Regions from separate parts of the Hordeum vulgare genome. Here region 1 is linked to region 2. A link is a contact called in public Hi-C data. All regions are on one chromosome and are shown on one strand. Each heading gives the region's core, a stretch centred on a gene start, on an enhancer-like site or on the middle of the called end of the contact. The rest is flanking DNA. Distances are from core to core; before and after follow the strand shown. Region 1 holds the start of LOC123448841. Region 2 overlaps LOC123448840 (acetate--CoA ligase CCL3-like).

Region 1 (3,000 bases), core at 194-2,693, 520 kb before region 2:
GCCGATGCAGCTGCAGAGATGACGCAGGCCAGGTGAGAGATTCTTGCTTGGGCAGGGCCAGTGTGGCGGTCAGTGAAAGTGTGACAGCAGCGGCGTGCGCGGACAAGCGGCAGCCCGTCAGCCATCATGGACGCATACACGCATCATCTTTGTTCCCTTCACAGCCTTTTTGATCGGTCAATAGATTCTCGAATCGCACGCATGATTGATCCTTCATTAGTTCCTTCTTGGTACTGAAGTACGTTGTTAGCAAATGCTGGTGCGCGCGGTGTCAGTAGGAGCAATCTGCAATGGTTGCACGTAACCTATAGCGGTGCGTACTTGAAGTAACAAATGGTGCAGAATCTTTAATAGATTAGGACATTGCAGGTTTGCGAAGTAGGTGTCGAGGATAAGAGCGTCTTCATCAAGGACCGAGTTAGGTAATGCTCTCTAGGAACTTCCTCTGAATGGTTAAAACCGCAGTCTTGCGGGTTAAAACCGCTTCTAGTAGCACTCAAGTTCCAAATTAAGAAGCACCCAAATACCAACTTTTAGCATCAGAAAACTGACAAAGTTAGCCATTTTGTTTAGTGGCTAGCAGAGCACTACAACCAATCAAACAGGCTCCTAAGAATTCCTCTTCTATGCCCGCTGATTCTTATGCTACACGCGATCGACACGCTTGAACAGAGATAACTGACGGGCTTGCTCTGCATATTTATGTCAGAGTAGGGTGGACAGGGACAGGGCACAGGATTATGCTCACCGAGAACAGCTTCCTAACCTAAGCAAGCCCTGTTTTCCAAGTTGGGTTGGTTAAGACTCCCAAGCTTTCTCCGTTATGCATCAATGGCGTTCATGTACAGCGAATATCTGAACGTATTACTCACTCCACCGATCTCTCTACCAAGTTACTAACTACAAGCCTCCCATAATTCACAAGGCTTGACCAAGGAAACCATTGCAATCGGAGACTACCGAAAGAAGAAGTTACAAATTGTAATCATCGACCGATCATGCATGACTGTTTTTTGCCGGCAAGCGATTCACACAGGCTATGGTATGGGAACTCACCTCTTCATCCATGGAAACCGATGATGTCTTGGCTTCACCGCAGCCTGCCATCTCCTCCGTCGCCGCTCTGCAAGAAACACACACACCCATTTGAAGATTCAGTGCTTTGCTACGGCCGAATAAACGGCAAGATGGCGAGAAGCTTTGGCGTGAAGATCGTTAGGAAAAATGTCCTGAAATAAAATCGGCAGGCGTGTTGGGTAGTTGAGAGGGGAGGAAAAACCTTGTGTAGCCTGTGTGGGTGGGAAGAAGACGAGGAGGAGGGGGAGGCAAGGAGAGAGAAGTCAAGTGTGAGCCAGAGAGGGGTGAGACGATATATATAGAGGTCGCACGCGTGAGAACCATAAAGACCTGGTGCACAACAGACATCACATACATGCCTACCGCATGTCGCTAAGGGCGCGTTTGGTTGGTTCCATCGTTTCACTTTGCATATTTAACCTACTAGAGCCTGGTTGAATATATGCAGACAAAAAATCATCATTTGCACGATTGATTGATTGACCACATATACTTTTCCTGTATCATAGCGATGCCTCTTTGCTCTATGTTTAGTTGCTCGTATTGTATGTCGTCACACGAGTGCATGTTGTTTGATTTCATACGAGCATACCGTTGTGCTTACCTTGTATCCCATTTGATGAGCTTACCCACTACGACAACAACTTACACACGATCACACTGAGCACACTAGCATCAAAACACTATAATGGTGATGAACTCGACGAAAATGATGAAGTTCTTCAGCCCAAACAGACGATCCATATTGGCAACCTCAACCTTGCTGCATCCCTCCTTCTAGCACATACTTGGAGTAAGCATCTTTTGCCTCCTGTCTAGTTTTAAACCCTCTGTGGCTTTTGGTTGTTGTACCTTGAAACTTGTTTGTCGCAACCTTTCCATGAACTATAAGCCCCTAGAACCCTCCCTTCGAATACGATATACCACTTGTCCTAGCAGTGCAAATGAGCAATATTTTGAAGCAACAAGCAATGAAGTACTCTAGAATCAAGCAATGAAGCAACAAACACATAAGCAATGGAGCACTCTTGGGAGCAAGCAATGAAGCAACAAGCACATAAGCAATGGAGCATAAGAGCATTAGTAAGCATGCATGATCATACCACATACCAAGTTCAACCTACCACTACGTCGGTGTCATCCTACCACCGCATTCAAAAGAGGGTGTAATCCCACCATCGCAAGGTGGTGATCACCGTACGGATCACTGTGAGGGGTCAGTATATACCATCTCATCAAAAATATATAGACCATGAGATTGTTCCAAATACCTGACCACACAAAATAGACGTCGTCATCGTCATCGTGGAGGATCATGCACGTCGTCGCCACCAGCAGAAACGACACTAGTAGTAGTGCTTACCCACTCATGTCCTCAGTCAACACCCCGTGAGCCTCTCCCATGGCAACAAACCCAACACACTCGGCTTTGTTGTCAAGCAGGTGGTTGAGAGCCACCATGAGAGCCTCTGGGCTAAAGCCGATCTGGTCCATCACGGTGCCGTAGATCTCAAGGTGGATGTTGACCATCTTGCTCTCCATGATGGTGATGACCACTTCCTTCACAGCGTGAGTCATGCTTCTGAAGACGGTTAGCTCCTCCTCCATGAAGCATGCCTGCTTCCTCTTCCTATAAAGCATAGGAACGTGCTGACCTTCCTTCTCAGGAGCAGCAATGTTGATGGTGTATGACTCCTGGGTGTCTGGATACTCGGGCATCGGGGGCATCAGCGGCATCGACGAGCCCAACAGCTGACCAGAGCCCATGGCATGCTTGTCGGTGGCAAGCACAAAGGAGAAGACCTGTTGCACCTGGTGGTAATTCTGAATAGGTGTGTTGAGGATCTCTCCGTCCTTGGGGTGATCCTAAGAAAGAAACATGGTAGAGTGGTGGTTAGTTAGTATGTAAATGGTTCATAGGAG
Region 2 (3,048 bases), core at 25-2,524:
ATTCAAAGAAAATGTTTGTGAAATTTTATAAAATGTTACAAAATTTGATAACATGGACACCGGGGCCATCATCAATGAGGATGGCAAAAAAATAAGTGTTAATATGATGGGCCATCGTGGTAAAATAGAAAATAGAGAACGCTCATATGCCAGGATATTGAGCCATACTTATTTGGCTACGACGTAATATTTTTATTTACCGTTGCAACGCACGGGACTGTAAACCAAATAGAGTGCATTTAATATTGCATGACATAATAGCCTTTATACAACACGCAATCATCAAATAAGCAAGCCCACTCCCCCCCTCCCCCCCCCCCCCCCCCAATTTCTAGCCGTTGATGAACATACGATCTCCAACAGCTCCTCGACCATCATGTTTACCTAAGGAAAGCAATGGCATTTGCACCATCTACGGGGCTATTCTTCCTTTTCCTCCAGGCTCACACCTATAAAGCGGATTCGGACCTGCAAATGCACTTGCAAGCTTAAGGCCTTTGCATAGCTCCTCCAGAATGATAGACCCAGCACCACTCGCATGCTTCTTAGGCATAACATTCAATGTCACTGAGGATTCGAACTGCGTGCTCTGCAACCCAGAAGAACTGAAAACCAGGGATTATCTTTTCTGGAGCTGCCCCTTCAACACCTTATATGTGGAGTGCCGTTGAATTGTTTATATGTGGACACCAACTCAGATACACATAATCTTCTTTGATTGGCCATGACCCACTTTCCCCTTGATTGCCTCCCCCAACCCCTTGCGGTCACTCTATATTGACCGTGTAGATACCTTCTTGTAAGGTTTTAATAAAAAGAAAATAAGGAAGGATGACAAAGAAGAAATAAAGGAAAAACAGACACGAGGTGACAGAAAAAGGAAAATGATGTGCACGGTAAAAGAAATGAAGGGGGCTGAAGGAATACATATTAAAATAATTGATGCACAGATACTTTAAACTTTTTAGCTTCGTGGAAAATATGGAGAAAAAAAATCAAAAATCAAAATGTGTTTTATAATGGTAAAAAAAGTCACACAATGTTACTTGGTGTGCATGGAGATTTTTATTAACAATATGTTGTCTATACATCCGTTGCAACGCACGAACCCTTTTGATAGTTTTTTTCAACTGTCTAATCATATATATATATTTTTTGTACACCCGATGCAACGCACGGGCCCTTTTACTAGTAACACTCTAATGGGAGTACATCGAGTCATATACACGATAAGCAGCCAGTAAGAAACAATTCAGCAAGCGCGTTAGTTCGTACAGAAGTGGCGTCATATAACAAAATACATTGTAGTGTCCTAAGAATACAGTACACCGACGCCAAACGACAGCTCTGGACGAGGGCACAAGACGTTTTAACCTAGCTCACATCCTGCTCTTCCGGACCGGGCCCAGTTCCTTGGCCTTAGCTCTCAGCTCATGCTTCTTGATCTTACCCGTTGCCGTCTTGGGCAGCGGCCCGAACACCACGGACTTGGGGACCCAGTAGCCCGGCAGGCGCTCGCGGCAGAACTTGATCACGTTAGCAGCCATTGCTGCTTCGTCGGAGCTGTCCACGCCGTCCTTGAGCGTGACAAAGGCGCATGGCGACTCCCCCCACTGCTCGTCGGCCCGCGCCACGACCGACGCCTCGAGCACCGCCGGGTGCATGTAGACCGCCTTCTCCACCTCCAGGCTGCTGATGTTCTCCCCGCCGGAAATGATGATGTCCTTGGCTCGGTCCTTCACCTCGATGTAGCCGTCCGGGTGTCGAACGCCCAGATCACCGGAATGGAACCACCCGTTTTCAAATGCCTCGGCGTTGGCCTTGGGATTCTTCAGGTAACCCTTCATGACGGCGTTGCCTCGCATGACAATCTCTCCGAGGGTGGAGCCGTCTGCTGGGACTGGCGCCATGGACTTGGGGTCGACCACGTCAAGGCCCTCCAGGCCTACATAGCGAATGCCCTGGCGAGATTGGAGCCGAGCACGCTCGTCATCTGGCAGGATGTCCCACTCTGGCTTCCATGCACACACCGTAGATGGCCCATATGTCTCCGAGAGGCCATACGTATGAGAGACACGGAAACCGAGCTTCGACATTGCGGCAAGGACTGAGGGCGGTGGGGCAGCGCCAGCAGTCATGACATCGACAACGCGAGGCAGCGGGAGAATGGTGTCAACTGGAGGGGCGTTGATGATGGTGTTGAGCACAACTGGCGCCCCACAGAAGTGAGTTACTCCTTGGTTGGCTATCGCTGAGAAGATAGCCTTCGCTGTGACCTGTAAATATGGGTCAACACAAGAGAACCACATGCTTGTGAGATGAGATGGTTAAATTGCTCACTGTACTCTGTACTGAACACAAGAATGAATGATTCAGTGAGTTGCCAACAACATTTACCGTCAAAGTTCAAAATCAATACAAGTGGTTCAAAGTGAACTCATCTAAGTGATTCTTTATTTCAGCCACGGGGCTGTTGTCAAACACTCAAACTTGTCTTGCTTTCCAGTTTGTTTCTCATTTTGAATATTTTGTATGAACGTTGTGGCTCTGTGTATCCTACTGAGCGGCAAAAAAAAGATAAGCCAAGCTAAATCCCTTAATTTCAAAGCTTACACATTCTAGGCACCGACATCCTTGGGCCAAAACAACAATCAAGTATGCCAAACTTGTTTCAAGCAGTTCATGACAAAAACATAGAAATACGTTTTTCTTGTGTTGCTAAGTTTTGGGAAATGGGTACACCAGAACCCAGGATCATGCTAGTATTTTGCATATCTTGGTGTAATTTCTTTTATAATTCAACAGTGTTGCTATTGCAGATTTAGTGTTCAAAGTACTACAGCTGATACAGTGAATCAAGTTAGCTTTACTGTGAGTCATACTCAATGACTCCATGAATGATTTCTTTCAGTAGAGTAGCATCATTTATTGTTAGTATTCATCATGGTACTTCAGATTTATTGCATCAACCTATGAAATATACTTTTCAACCAGATCATCGAGGTCTCATACTTACTGTTCTATACATAAATAACTTCTATTCATACA

The links. Hi-C and Micro-C count contacts between places; a contact is called where the count stands out from the background.
Region 1: a contact with region 2 is called in a Hi-C map of leaf, with 2.8 times the contacts expected there. The contact joins the promoter of LOC123448841 here to the enhancer-like site in region 2. A contact is called at or near these places in 2 of 6 Hi-C or Micro-C datasets (leaf and seedling).

Annotation. Positions count from the first base shown.
Region 1 is chr4H:432,762,121-432,765,120 of MorexV3_pseudomolecules_assembly, reverse strand. It overlaps LOC123448841, which reads right to left and starts at 1,443. Exons shown (of 7, transcript XM_045125864.1): 1 at 1,280-1,443; 2 at 1,057-1,123. The coding sequence starts at 1,434.
Region 2 is chr4H:432,244,452-432,247,499 of MorexV3_pseudomolecules_assembly, reverse strand. It overlaps LOC123448840 (acetate--CoA ligase CCL3-like), which reads right to left. Exons shown (of 3, transcript XM_045125862.1): 3 at 1,224-2,276. The coding sequence ends at 1,380. Among protein-coding and RNA genes, the nearest start is that of LOC123448840, 4.7 kb to the right of the region's middle. Within about 2 kb of position 1,274, at least 1 of the 3 cell types and tissues checked has open chromatin away from gene starts, as enhancers often do. A contact at or near this core is called in leaf, where this site is marked.